Linked DNA regions of Eptesicus fuscus: all the other regions are linked to region 1. A link is a contact called in public Hi-C data. All regions are on one chromosome and are shown on one strand. Each heading gives the region's core, a stretch centred on a gene start, on an enhancer-like site or on the middle of the called end of the contact. The rest is flanking DNA. Distances are from core to core; before and after follow the strand shown.

What was found. Hi-C and Micro-C count contacts between places; a contact is called where the count stands out from the background.
Region 2: a contact with region 1 is called in a Hi-C map of liver, with 5 times the contacts expected there. The contact joins the promoter of CD164 here to the promoter of CCDC162P in region 1. A contact is called at or near these places in 2 of 2 Hi-C or Micro-C datasets (liver and muscle).
Region 3: a contact with region 1 is called in a Hi-C map of muscle, with 3 times the contacts expected there. The contact joins the promoter of ZBTB24 here to the promoter of CCDC162P in region 1. A contact is called at or near these places in 2 of 2 Hi-C or Micro-C datasets (liver and muscle).

The regions. Positions count from the first base shown.
Region 1 is chr10:60,633,363-60,638,376 of DD_ASM_mEF_20220401, reverse strand. CCDC162P (coiled-coil domain containing 162) reads right to left here and starts at 2,100. Exons shown (of 25, transcript XM_054722669.1): 1 at 1,964-2,100. The coding sequence starts at 2,100.
Region 2 is chr10:60,795,661-60,800,315 of DD_ASM_mEF_20220401, reverse strand. CD164 (CD164 molecule) reads left to right here and starts at 2,804. Exons shown (of 6, transcript XM_054721704.1): 1 at 2,804-3,076. The coding sequence starts at 2,911. C10H1orf35 (chromosome 10 C1orf35 homolog) reads right to left here and starts at 3,189. Exons shown (of 3, transcript XM_054721703.1): 1 at 3,074-3,189; 2 at 2,020-2,123.
Region 3 is chr10:60,872,538-60,877,359 of DD_ASM_mEF_20220401, reverse strand. It overlaps ZBTB24 (zinc finger and BTB domain containing 24), which reads left to right and starts at 3,448. Exons shown (of 5, transcript XM_054722015.1): 1 at 3,448-3,590; 2 at 4,481-4,822. The coding sequence starts at 4,509.

The DNA of each region.
Region 1 (5,014 bases), core at 851-3,350:
TGGAGGCAGTGGCCCTGTGAAAAGAGCACCAGGCTGGCTGTCAGGAGGCCCCTCAGCCACGTGGGCCTCAGCCACCCATTGAGCCATTTGTGTTGAATTTCCAGCTGAGTTGGAGATAATGCCCCCTCCCCCTGCCCCAGCTCCTCACATCTTGGCTCTGATGAAAAACAAACAAACAAACAAAAAACAACAACAAGGCAAACTTTGAAAGAGACTTGAAAGTAAAAGCGTAAATAAATCAAAGGTAAAGTTTCTGCGATTACTGGGTCCCCGAATCCAGGCTGCAGCCTCATGGAGGTGGAGAAGTAGTAACCAACTAGAACGGGGCCAACTATTAAACAGGCCATGAGGGAAACAGAAGAAAACCATCCCTTTGTGGGCACACTGAGAGATTGGGTGGGGTCCTGGGTTTAGCTGCCTCAACCCTTTCCCCCCCAGATCATGTCTTCCCTCTTCATCTCAAAGTGTCTGTGAATGACCTAAAACAGACATAAGTGCTCTGCCTATCTTCCCACAAAGGGATTCACTCATTTGTTCATCAAACATTGCTTTTGCAACATTTGTTAATTCATTTGTTCATTCAGCAAGCATCTATGAAGTACATAACAACTACCATGGCCTGGGCTTTAGGGGGTAAAATAAGGGAAAGAATGCAAAGAGGAAGGAGAAGAAGGAGGAGGAGGAGGAGGACTAAGATACGATTATCCTCCAGTTTTCAATGGATTTTTCAGTCTAATGGGGAATGAGAATGTAAAGTGATTATCAGGAGTGGACATTCTCCATTTTCTTTAGACTCTAGAACCTAGCATGACACCTGGCAAACAAAAGGTGCTCAATAAGTATTTGTTGGATGAACAGTTAGATTCTTCCAGGCACGGTGTTTGGTGGTTTGGGGGAGCAGAGAAATACTGATATTCAGAGACTTCCCACTGTTCTGTCCTGAAAAGGACTTCAGGAACCCTTTCTCATCACAGTGTACATCAAGGATCCACTTGCTTGGAGACATTTAAATTGTAGCAATATCAACACCTGAGCTTTGCATGGTGTTTTCTTGTTTTCAAAGTGCTTTACCACGCATTATCTCAGTTGATCTTTATAAAGTAGACAAAATACATCTTTTTAACTTTGTTTTTTTAAAAAAAATAAACTAAAGTTGAGAGAAATGATGACTTCCATGGTTCCCTTAACTTTCCACTTCATTACACAATTCTTGACCTGCTTCACACATCAAGGGCTTTAACTACCAAAGTATGAAACACACTAAATACTGGTTCTTCAGAATCATCTCTGGAATGAGATAATAATGCACTTACTTACTGCTTCTTCTCCTGACCTTCCCCCCGTCCCCCCCAACCTTCATCATCCACATTGTGTTTACTCAGCTAGCTACTCAGCCTAACAGAATCCTTATAATTGTTCCTCTTGATCAACTGTGGCAGTCACAAAAATAGAGGGATATGAAAGTCCTGGGCCCATGAGACTTGCCACTTAGGGGATGATCTGGCTACCCTGTTTCTGTAAAAGAATTAAATTGCTATTGTTGGCAGCATTCACCTATAGCGTAGTTCCTAGCAGAACATCATTTTGCTGAATTCACTACCAAATACCTAGCATTATTTCAGTTTTGAAATTCCTCATCAAAATCAAGGTCAAATTTGATTAACATATTATTGGGAAAAAATGAGATCTCTTTTCATTGAGTATAATTTGTATAATAGCTTCTGGGACTTTAAGACAATGGTATTTTGTGAAACGTAAGAGCACTTTCCCATTTTCTTTGGTAGGACATTGCCTCTAAAAGCCTTGACAAGTCTAGTATATAGGAAAACCTTAAGGACAGCAGTCAAGTCTGGACTTGGGATAATGCCAATTGTCCAAGTAAAAGGGGGGCTAATGGAGATTATGGGGTGACAGTGGGGGTTAAATGCTCTGAAGACCATGCCTCTGTGGCACCACCATTTACCTGTAAGCTCGATGAGCTGTTCCCAGAAGAGTCCCCTGTTCTTCTATCTGAGACTTCAGTTCAGTCAATTGCACAGCCAGTTCTCTCTCCAACATCTGGGTCCTCTGTGTGGAAGCGATCTTGTAAATTTCATCCATGGTTTGTACCGACTGTTTCCCTGTTTCCCTGAAAAAGAAGAGCACAAAGCTTGTGGCTGACTCCCTCCAGGACCATTACCCAGTGTGTGGGACTTCGACGATCATTGTTCAAGAAATCATGTCAACTTTGTGGAAATGCATGCTTTGCAGTTTGAAAAAAAAAATAGCTGTCATTTATGATGAAGTTACAGTCTAGTAAGCAGTAGAGAAAATGTAGGTTAGAATCTCCATTGACCATGGCTTTGTTCAGCCCGGTTTACCGTCAGAAACCTCTCTGCTCCAGCTTTCACTGTGGAGGTTTAGTAAATGAAAATGCATCCCCTGGTCTGACCCCTGTAGTCTTCAGAAAGGCTGTGGGGATTACACACGAAATGGTATGAATGGTGGTTATTTCTGATTTCTAATATCACTCAACTAGAACAAAATGTAGGTGTATACAGGATTCCTCTGCGTGCCTAGAGCTGTTCTCCAGAAGCCTTTTTTGAAGCATGAGCTTCTACCCAGGGAGAATATACTGAGATGGAGAACTATCTATATATATAAAAGCCTAAGCAACTGTTACAACCGGTGGACCGGAACAACTGGAACGACTGGTCAGCCAGTTGCTATGATGCACACTGACCACCAGGAGGCAGACGCTCAATGCAGGAGCTGCCCCCTGGTCAGTGCGCTCCCACAGCCAACCTCCCGTGGCCCCTCCCCCCGGCCGGCTGGCCCCATCAGCCCCTGGTGCTAAACCATTTGTAGAGACCTGCTTCTGGGTCAGGGTTTCCTATGTAGCAGAGCAGATCCCTCACTGCAATCTATTGAAAGTCAGCCCTCGACACAAGGGTTTGTCTCGCTCCCATCCTCTCCCTTCCCCAGGGGCTGCCCGCCTGCTGTGGTGTTGGCTCGAGATAAGGGAAGGAGGAGGGGAGGCGGGGAACCGTGAGGTGGTGGGGCGCTGATGGTGGCATCAGTGTCCATTCCTTCCACGCCCGGCCTGGCAACTGTCACCTCCTCTCTTGACCCCACCGGGGCCTTCAGGGCCTGGGCTGGGACAGGGAACTGGGGGTGGGTGGTGGCGAATACAGCCTCTTTCCCATGGGGGCTGAGGACCGGCTCTCTCCTTGTGGACAGCAGCCAACCTCCCACAGTCCCTCTCCTCTCCCCCCGCCAGCCAACCTCCTGCGGTTCCCCCCCCCCCCCCGCCCGCCACGTGCATGAATTTGTGCACCGGGATTCTAGTCTAACATAATCATGATCCATGCACTTTACCGTTTGGAAGAAAATCAAACTTATGCATTTGAATGTGTTTTCTTAATTATGAATGCTTACATTTGTCCCTCTGTTTTTACCATTAAGTAAAATAGTTGAGAATCCCCTACCCCACTTAATTCACAGCCTGTCAAATTCAACACAATTGCTTACTAAGTACGTAGTTTCAACATTCTACTAAAAAACAGATTAACTGCATGTGCCAGAATGGAACCCAGACTGCAGGGATTCACCGTCCTTGACAAGTAGGGGTAAAGCCACTCCTGGCCACATTTAAGAGGTTTAAAATATTGAAACCTTCCTTTTTTCCTTTGACATTTCTAGGATTTTTAGTTTTCCTTTCAGAGATATTTTCTCAAGTTAATGTGCTGCTGTTTCAACAAGTAATTAAGCTGTAGAGATGTTTTGGTAGAGGTTTCCTTTGGGACCCTATTTATTCTTTTAATAAATATTAAAAATGGAACAGAGAAAGCTAAGAACTATATGATTTCACTCATATGTGGAATATAAAACTGAAACTTATGTACACAAACAGCAGGGTGGTGGTTGCCAGAGGGAGAGGGGTAGGGGAAGAAAGGGGTCCTAATATGAGGTGACAGGAGAAGATTTGACTTTGGGTGGTGGGCACATGGCCATATATACAGATTTTGTAAGTTAGCAATCCACACATGAAACCTATATGTTCATGTTGAGCAATGTCACCCCAATCAAATAAAAAAAAAAAAAAAGAACGTGGTTGAGGGTGTGGGTGGGCTCTGGATGGTTGGTGTGCACTGGAAAAGCAAGCACTTGGGCAAGTTGTTTACTATCTCTAGGAATTGGCCAACCCTGGGAGGGCAGTTGCTCCAGAGTCAGCAAGGCCGTTGATGTCAAAGCAGAAAATAAAATACATGGTTAATACAAAAAAAAAAAGAAAGGAAAGGAGCAGCCACGTTCAGCCTAGGTTGTGAACCTGCTGAGTAATGTCCATCGTGTTGGGCACACTGCCGGAGCTCAGTAAAGGGCACAGTTGTTCTCAGCAAAAGTGAAATGTTGTTATGAAAAATATTTGCCACTTGGCAGTGTCCTTTCAAGTTGGGCAAACAGTTAAACAGCTGCCTTAACAGCTGCATTCCAACCGGCAGCCAAGAGCAGCAGCAACATAGACTGGCTGATTCTTCTCCCAGAGGATGGACATTCTGCCCTCATTTCCTGATCAGTTTCAACACTTCACAGCTCAGAAATGAGAACATTTAATCCTGCACCCTTTAGCTTGCTACACAGTCAAGTACAGTATTCACAAAACTAACCTCCGGACAGGTCAGGCGTTGACAGCTGCGCATGAAAATGGATCCACCCCAGCGTAACCCATGCCTGTGAGCACTCATGTCTGGCACTAAAGAGACAGACAACTGTTTATTTTGGGAGCGGGGATAGGTTTTATTTATTGAGCACCTACTCTGTGCTGGACATTTAAAGTCTCTGCAAGGAGATTCTCAAGAATTGCTTAATAGTACTTTTTTTTTTTAAAGTACACTCAATAAATATTGATTGTAAACAAACAATAAACCTTTTTATGTGTTTAAAAAGTGGTAAAATCTAATCTCTAAGAGAAAGATAGGAAGATTAGCTTGAGCAGGGTCTGAGGTTGTTCATTGGGTGGTGGCAATGGGCTTTG
Region 2 (4,655 bases), core at 1,555-4,054, 160 kb before region 1:
AGAGAACCTAGGCTGGGCTCCGTGACTCCTACTCATCCAGGAGTCTTGTGCTGCTCATACCCCGACTTTACATTTCTAAAACAAACAAAAAAACCAAAGACTCAAAAACTTGACACATGTCTTGCTTGATGTAGTTCTGTAGACTATTCACTATTAAGATATGTAGCAATTTAGGAGGTAGAATTATAATACTAGTAGTTCTCCAGTGATAGTGTGAGGCAGCCTTAAACTTTCACAGGTGTGTACACATGTACATATGGATCTCGTTAACATGCAGATTTTGACTCAGGAGGACTGAGGTGAGGCTGAGATTTTGCATTTCTAAGAAATTTGTAGGTGGTATAAATGATATTCGTGAACCACACTTTGAGAAGCTAGAGTAGAGCAATAGCTTTCAACCTAAACTGTGGATTAGAAACACCTAGGGAGCTCTTAAAACTTCTAATACCCAGGCAATATTCCAAACTAATGAAATCAGTACCCAGACATCAGTACTTTTCAAAACTCCCCACATGGTTCCTATGTTCAGCCAAGGTTGACAACAACTGCTCTAAAGTGTAATGCTCCCCTCTGAAACCCTGGAACAGTTATCTAAGCACACAAAGTGAAGTGCCTCCTAATGAGAGCTCTCTAATATATTTTCAATCTTAATCATGGTGTTAATACTCATAATATGAATACACAGTTTTAGCTCACTACTAATCTTTATTACTACCCTTCTCTAATTTGGCTAAAACATTTAAACACAAAGATTAACACATGCTGTTAGAACTGTATCACAGACGCCAGCCCTTGCTCTGGAACGGTGAAAATGGCTTCGGAAGTCTTCCTTGATCTAGCTCAACAGACGCCATGTAAAAATAAAATGAAATGATTTGTTTCTAGTCTTAAAACAAGAGAGTGAAATGTCCCCAAAAATCTGAGGACTAGAGTGGAACACCTAGATGACAAACTGTAAAACAATGGCCTCCGCAGTGGCCTCCGTCGCGACCCACAGGTTGAGAATCGCTAGCAGGGTCACCTAAGACCATCGGAAAACACAGATATTTACATTACGATTCATTAACAGCAGCAAAATTACAGTTATGAAGTAGCAACGAAAATAATTTTATGGTTGGGGTCACCACAACATGAGGAACTGTATGAAAGGGTCGCGGCATTAGGAAGGTTGAGGACCACTGGTCTAGAAGGACCCCAATGATTAGAACCTAGGGAGTTAAGATAAAGTGCCGACAAGAGAAAAATGGTAAGTCCTAAATTAAATGATAGTAGGCCTAAGGGTAGAAGGCACAAGGGAAATTAATCAGTTAACAGCCAGAAGGCCAAAACCCACAATATACTGCTCACATTCCTGAATATATGTTGAAACTTTGAATCCACTTCCAGTTGGCATCTTGCTTACACATGAACTTTCAAATACTTCTTCCTTATGGACTATTCACCTATCCTGGAATCTTCTCACTTCACCTTTTCCTGCCCCCCTCTTATCTATAGCCAATGTAAATTCTTTAAAAACAACTTTTATCTTTCTGCTCCAAACTCATTCTATAAAAGAGCCCCCGTCAACCCCAAGACGGTGGACATATCTTCCCCATCAAGCTCTGCTGCTAATGGTTCAAACTGCATGTCCCAGGACAACAAATCCTTTCAGGACAACTTTTGGCCTGGAAGGTTTTGTTTAACAGCGCTATGCAGTCATCTTTTTTTGGTGCTTTCATAACAAAGCTGATCTCACAAAAGTAATTGCTGCTCGTGTGTTATTTTATTAGGGTAGATGTGCATAATTAAGATTACATGATAAATACAAAAAGCTGAAAACAGACGACATTAAATACTTAGCTTTTACAATCCATTTTTTACCCTTGATGTAAGCATGGCTGCACTGAATGTTTCTGTGAGACTGGGCATCAGATGGCGCTCACCATTACTAAAAGCCCAAGCAGTGACAGATATTTCGAAATCAAACCCCGACGCCAACAGCGTTTTGGTCAGGTGACTTTTACGAATCTGTTTACTCACCTTTAAAGTGGGGGTAGGAACGCATCCAGATGGATTCCCAACTCAGATCGTCTTCGACTTTTGGACTATGTCGGTGGCATCGACTGGCTGCTGCTACCGCTGGACTGAAATAGCAAGAAATTCGGAAAAATCAGGTTGGGGAGTGTGAAAGGTTAGACGGTGGGCGGCTCTGGCTGGAAGCCAGGAGCCCGCTTGGGTGTTTCCGCGGCGCACTCTACGCGGAAACCCCTCAACCACTTGGCCTCCATTTCCCCGGGGAGTCCCAACACAGGGTGACTTACGGGAAAGTCGATTTCCAAGGTAAAAAGCACGGGTCCTACTAAGTACATATGCAAGACCTTGGGAACACGGAAGCACCGCACAAACTTAATTCTTGCACAGGCTCTAAGCGCTCAGCAACGAATCAACTTCCGCCCCGGCGGGACCCGGGTCGCGAGGCGGGGCCCTGACGTCACGTGAGGCCGCGGAATTACGGCCTCGCCGGTCGCTCTGGTGGACGCCTTGCGCCACGTCATGTAGGTTGTTCCATCCAAGACAGGGGGGAGATTTTCTTATTGCAGTAACAGGAAAAGCCCAGTTGCGTCCTGTTTGGTAATCTTAGGGCAAATAAAATAGTTTCATGTGTCTTTCCAGTGTTTTGGGTATACTAGTAGTATAGTCTCTTTGCGGGACAGCCTCCCTCGGTTTCTTCTCGATGTCCCTTCCCCCCCTCTGTTAGGATTCCACTTGGTATCGCCCATCCCCGCCTCCGCCCCCTGGCGCCCCCTGCACGTGACCCCCGCGCGCTCCCGCGGGGGAGCGGAGTCTGGGAGCCGGCGCCGCTGGAGACAGAGGGACCTGGGGAGTGTCTTGCGCTGCAGCTGTCGCCGCCACCCCAGCGCGGAGGTCGCGATGTCGGGACTCTCCCGCCTGCTCTGGGCCGCCGCCTGCCTGGCCGCGCTCTGTGTGCTGACCGCGGCTCAGTCCACCACCCTGGCCCCGAACGTGACTTCAGTGCCCCCCAACCAGACAGTCACGACGCCGCTGACCGTCGCGCCGCTCACCACTCACGTACCAGGTGGGTGACGGTCCCTTCGGCTTCCGACTCTCGCTCGCCCTCCCGCGCGGCCGAGCTGCTTTCCTGCCGGTGGTACGCGCGGGGCCGGGGCGATCCGCGCTCCTGCAACATGGCGGTGCGTCCGAGTCCAGCCGGGGCCGGGCGCGGGGGGCCGGGGGGCCGGGTGGGGAAGCGCCCCGGAGGGAAGGGGCGGTCGGGCCCTCACACAGTTTCTGACCCGTGTCCCAGTCCGCGGTGTTTTATCCAAACGCCTCCAGCCTCGCGCAGGCTCAGGGGAGGGGACGTGGCTTCCGTCCGCGGTGGCGGCTTGTGGGGCTGACTCTGGGCCGATGAGACCGAGCTCCCTTTCCCGGGGTGAGCCGTTGGTCCACCAGGTCCTCTCTCCGCAGGGAGGCTTTCTCCGGAAGTTGGCAAAAGGGGGAAAGGGAAACTGAAGACATTAACTTTCGCCGGTGTCTCAGACTTTAGCCGGAGATTTCATTAAGATCGTCTTGCGGATAGGCACGGGGTTTATCTGAGGTTTGAGTACTAAATTAGGTAAAACTCGACACCCCAGCCTGTGTGAAGGCGTCGAAAAGTACCCATTCGTGTACCCCGTACTTCGCGTATGCCTCTCAGGCTAAACTAGAGGAAAGGGGGCGAAACGGAGAAGCAGAGAGGAACTTTGCCGGGACCGTGTGCTTAGTCCATTGTGAAGTTGGGATCGGAACCAGGTCTGTCGATTTTCCAGAATCCAGTCAAGAACACACCTTTTGTTAAGCTCCGCAGTCAACTGGTAGCGGCACAACACGGAATCTTAAAGAAGGAATTGGCAATGTTGACAATACAAAAAAGAAGGGAAGATAAAATTTGAGATAAGGTGGAGAAACTCTAGATATATCAAACCTGCAATCTAGTGTGATTGGTTATTGGGTGAGATAAGAACTAACTGGCATTTTGACCGAAGAACTGCTGGTTTTTAAATGTCTTTTAAAAGTTGATTTTTAGAGAGATAGGAAGAGAGAGAGAGAGAAACACCCATGAGAAACTTCACGTCCTTCGGCCGCCTGCCTCCTGTGTGCCCCCTTTTGGGGAACAAGCCTGCAACCCAGGCGTGACTGGGAACTGAACTGTGTGACCTACTGCTCCATGGGTCGTCGCTCAACCACTGAGCCACACCAGCCGGGCTGGTTTTTATCTTTTTTTTTTTTTCTTTCAGGTTGATCATATTATTTTACAACGTCTTTCCTAGTTTTTGTATTTTATAAAAGCTTAATAAAATATATAATGAACTTAATATTGTTTGTTAGAGTCAGAAAGATGTAACTTTTAAAAATTTTTAGACCCGGTTGGTGTGGCTCAGTTGGTTGAGCTTCCTCCTTATGCGCAGAAAGGTCACCAGTTCGATTCCCAGCCCGGGCACCTGTCCCGGTTGGGGCCCAATCCCCAGTAGAGGGCATACTGAAGGCAACAGATGGATGTTTCTCTCACCCTTTCTCTCTCTCTTAAATCAATAAAAACACTAGGAATTTTTTTTCAATGTTAGTAAATTGCAGGACAAGTTCTAACCGCACTATTTTTAAGGGGATAGAGCAAAATA
Region 3 (4,822 bases), core at 2,199-4,698, 240 kb before region 1:
TGCAGGAGGCAGCCAATCCATGATTCTCTCTCATCATTGATGTTTCTATCTCTCTCTCCCTCTCCCTTTCTCTCTGAAATCAATAAAAATATACTTAAAAAAAAAAAAAAGGCCGAAACCGGTTTGGCTCAGTGGATAGAGCGTCGGCCTGTGGAGTGAAAGGTCCCAGGTTCGATTCCAGTCAAGGGCATGTACCTTGGTTGCGGGCACATCCCCAGTAGGGGGTGTGCAGGAGGCAGCTGATCGATGTTTGTCTCTCATCGATGTTTCTAACTCTCTATCCCTCTAGTTTCCTCTCTGTAAAAAAATCAATAAAATATATTTAAAAAAAAAAAAAAGAATTGCCAAAATCCAGAACATGACCACCACCAAACACTGGCAAGGACGTGGAATAAGAGGAACTCTGATTCACTGCTGGTGGAAATGCAAAATGGTACCGTCACTTTGGAAGAGACTTTGATAGTTTCTTACAAAACTAAGCATCAAAATACTCCTTGGTATTTACCCAAATGAGTTGAAAACTGTTGTCTACACAAAAACCTACACAAAGATGCTTATAGTAGCTCTAGTCATAATTAAACTTAGAAGCAACCAAGATGTCTTTCATTAGATGAATGGATAAATAAATTGTGATACATCCAGACAACAGAATTTTCTTTCCCTAGTAAATATTTAGAGTTAGACATTAACTTGGATTTTCTTTATTTTCCTTGAAGCTCAGATATTCATTTTCTATTGTCATTTCTAGCTATCTTGTGGAAAGGTTTTTCATAATATTAACTTTCCATATTGTCAGAATCAGGCATCTTCTCCAATGAGAGTTGTCAGATTAAAACACATGATGTTCAGGTGAATTTGAGAGATCTCCCCTACTCCTGTGAACTATAGGGAACAACACTGCAGCTACGACTATTTCTTTAATAGTCTATTGAAGAAAAATTCTGAAAGTCTGAAGAAGAATTTTAATCATAGTAGTCAAGAATTAAACCAGACACTAAACTCATTACATACTTAATCTTGTTTGCCCCACAGCAACCCAACTTAGTAGGCACTAGTGTTAACATCTCCAATTTACAGGTAAGGTTTAAAAAAAGAAAAAGTTGAAGCCCAGCAGGCGTGGCTCAGTGGTTGAACCTCGACCTATGAACCAGGAGGTCACGGTTGAGTTCTCGGTCAGGGCACATGCCCAAATTTCAGGCTCTATCCCCAGTGTGAGGTGTGCAAGAGGCAGCCAATCAATGATTCTCTCTCATCATCATCACTGATGTTTCTATCTCTTTCTCCCTCTCCTTTCCTCTCTGAAATCAATAAAAATATATATATTTTTAAAAATGTTGAAGATCGCTCAGTACCCAGTGAAATTCAAATTTCAGATAACCATATGGATTTTTTTTTTTAGTATAAGAATATTCCATGATATTATTTATATGAAATTCAAATTTTACTGGATGTCCTCTGTTTTTATTTTCAAAATCTGGCCACCATACCTCCAATCCATCTCCTGCCATTCTCCCTCTCATTCAGTGTGTGTGCTCCAGCCACACAGGACTTTCTGTCCCTAGAAAGTCCCAAGCTCATTTCCAGTCTTAGAGCCTTTATGCTTGCCTTTCCCTTGCCTGGAGTATTATTAGTCCAGATCTTCACACAGCTGACTTCATTAGATTTCAGCTCAAATGTAACCCTATCTTGACTTTATTTCCTGTCATTCTCTATCATCACTACTCATAAAACTTAACACTCTCTGAAATTATATTATTTATTTGTTTACTGGTATTTTTTCTTTTTCTCCCATAGAAGAATATAATTCGATTCATGAGGATAAGGGCCTTGTTAGTTGCAATGTTCCCTAATGCCTGGCACTTAGTGGGCACTGAGTAAAATATTTGTTGGCTGACTGATAGGCAACCCAAACTGTTCTCTGAAAGATTTAAAGTTATAAAGACCTGTTGAAGGTAGACCAGCTGACCTTAACAAAAAACAACAGCAACAAACATTTCAAGAAAAGTCAGCGTGGTTTCTAAACAATTACCTTGAAGAAAGGACTGGTTTCTATTGTCCGTGGCTGATGCTGGAAGATCCTCAAGACTCAGGATCTCCTTGCAGAGCTTGTGCTCTAGTGAGCAATGACCGAATGCGGGCATAGGAATACCTGGTTTAACTCTGGATTGTAACCTTTAGCTGTTAGACTGAGGCTTTGAGGAGGACTCATTGTGGCTGTGAGACACATGGGGCCCTCAACTCCCCGGACTGACTGCTCTCCCTGCTGGTGTGCAGAAGTCAGGTAGAGTCCCCTCTGACCTGGATCCCCCCCCAAATCCTGGTGTTTAGAGTCTATTCAAGACAAAGGGGAAACCTCAGAGAAGGGGCTACTTTTAACAAAAACTAGTAAAATTTTAAAGGGGCCAGGCTGGTAATTATACTTCTAGTTTGAAGCTCCTGAAGGCAGTAGATAGTATGGTGGGGGTCTGGAAGTGTCTGTTGGGGGTGGATAAGTGATCAGCAATTAGGTGTTGGTGAAGAATAAATTGAGAGAAAATGCTAAAATGGCTGGAGAGAGAAGTAGGAGGGGACTGGACTTGGATGGGACTTGGAGACCAAATCAAGAAGCTGGGATTAATCAGAGGGGTCCATGGAAGCCCCATGCATTCTAAGCAGGGGAGTGACTCTAGCCTCTGGATGCGGTTTGTACTTGGAGAGATCTCCCCCGCTCTTGTGTACTGTAGGGAACAACACTGCAGCTAGGACTAGTTAGAAACCTTGAATCGTCTATTGAAAAATTATGAAAGTCTGAAGAATAATTTTAATCATAGTAGTCAAGAATTCAACCAGACACTTGCTGAACTCATTGCATACTTAATCTTGTTTGCCCCAAGCAACCCGACCTAGTAGGCACTGGTGTTAACATCTCCAGTTTACAGGTGAGGTTAAAAGAGGTTGGAGATGGCTCAGTACCCATCAGTCTCATAGAGCGCTCGCTTCACTCCCTCGGACCAAGGCAATGGATGTAGGGGGGCGGGGAGCGGGTGGGGAGGGGGGAGGAGGTTGCAGATGTGAAAAACACATTCGAGGCCAATAATGGAGGAGGAGGGGCGGGAAGGAAGACGAGGGAAAGGAGGGGAAGAAGGACGAGGATATAAAGGCGATTTCGTTCACTCGTCACACATTCGAGACCTCAAAGTGAGCTTGGGCGTCTGGGGTGCGGAGCTAACGGTCTGATAAGATATAAAACGTCCACAACTGCGGAGTGACAACGTCTTGTCTGCCCATCCCTCCCAGTTCACTGCCAACACGTGACCGGCCCGGGCTCTGCAGGGGGCGCCGCCCGGGACCTCAGGCCCCGCCCCGCCCCGCCCCGCCCCGCCCCGCCGGGGGCGTCTCCGCGGGCCACGTGGTCCGCCGTCGGCGCGCGGCCGGCTCCCGGCGCCGGTGCTTCCGGGTTGGCAGCGTTGGAGGCGGTGGCGGCGCCGGAGCTGAAGCCCGGGAGGCGCAGGCCCGGGGAGCTGGAGACCACGGAGGGCCCGGCGCGGGGGCGCCCGCCAGGCCACCCGGTTGGCCGGCCGCGATCCACACCTCGCCGGGCGCCCCTAGAGGTAGGTTCCAGCCCGGACCCACCGTCCGTGGGTGCGGGACCCGCGGCCGTGCCCACCCCTCCCTCGTCAGCCGCTCCCCGGCCCAGCCCGAGGGGCTCGGCCCGGACGTGGGGCCCCTCCCGCGCCCGGACTCTGGAAGGGTCCACCCGCCCCTGCGCCGAGCGCCGCCTGGCGCCAGCCGCGGGTCCCACGCAGCCCTTCCGAAGCGAGGCCCCGTCTCCCCACGTTATGGCAACTGCCCCCCAAATTCACTTTGCACATGTACGGTTTCTTCGCCCTTTTCATCTTTGTTTCCACGGAACAAAATGGCACACAAGCCGAAACCGGTTTGGCTCAGTGGATAGAGCGTCGGTCTGCGGACTGAGGGGTCCCAGGTTCGATTCCGGTCAAGGGCATGTACCTTGGTTGCGGGCACATCCCCGGTGGGGGGTGTGCAGGAGGCAGCTGATCGATGTTTCTCTCTCATCGATGTTTCTAACTCTCTATCCCTCTCTCTTCCTCTCTGTGGAAAATAAATAAAATATATTTAAAAAACAAACAAACAAAATGGCACACAACATGTGAAATGGAGACACTGAGTTCTCATTCTGACATTTGTGCCGCTATGGAACGGGAGTGCTGGGAAGGACTTTGAGGCATGATTGATCCCCATTCCTTCCTTACGCAAAGCAGAAAACAGACCCCCCCTCCCCCCGAGAGGTAACACGTATTCGCCCAGCTAGATAGTGGTACAGCAGGAATGAGAACCCAAAGCTAAGGTTTTAAACAGACTTACGAATGGGAAGGAGTAAGTTTCCGTTAACAAGGGTGCAGGGAATAGTGGGTTCATTTGGTGTGGGATTCACCTTGTTAGTGCTTCCTCCTCCTTAAACATGGTTCTCTTATTTCAGGCTTAATTCTTCTCGGTTTCCAAAGAAGATGGCAGAAGCACCATCACAGCCTCCCGGGCAGCTCGTTGTGCACTCGGGCACTCACAGCGACACCGTCCTGGCCAGCTTTGAGGACCAGAGGAAGAAGGGCTTTCTCTGTGACATCACTTTAATCGTGGAGAACGTGCATTTCCGGGCCCACAAAGCCTTGCTGGCCGCCAGCAGCGAATACTTCTCCATGATGTTTGCTGAGGAAGGGGAGATCGGCCAGTCCATCTATATGCTGGAAGGCATGGTAGCGGACACATTTGGCGTCCTGCTGGAGTTTATCTACACGGGTTATCTCCAGGCCAGTGAGAAAAG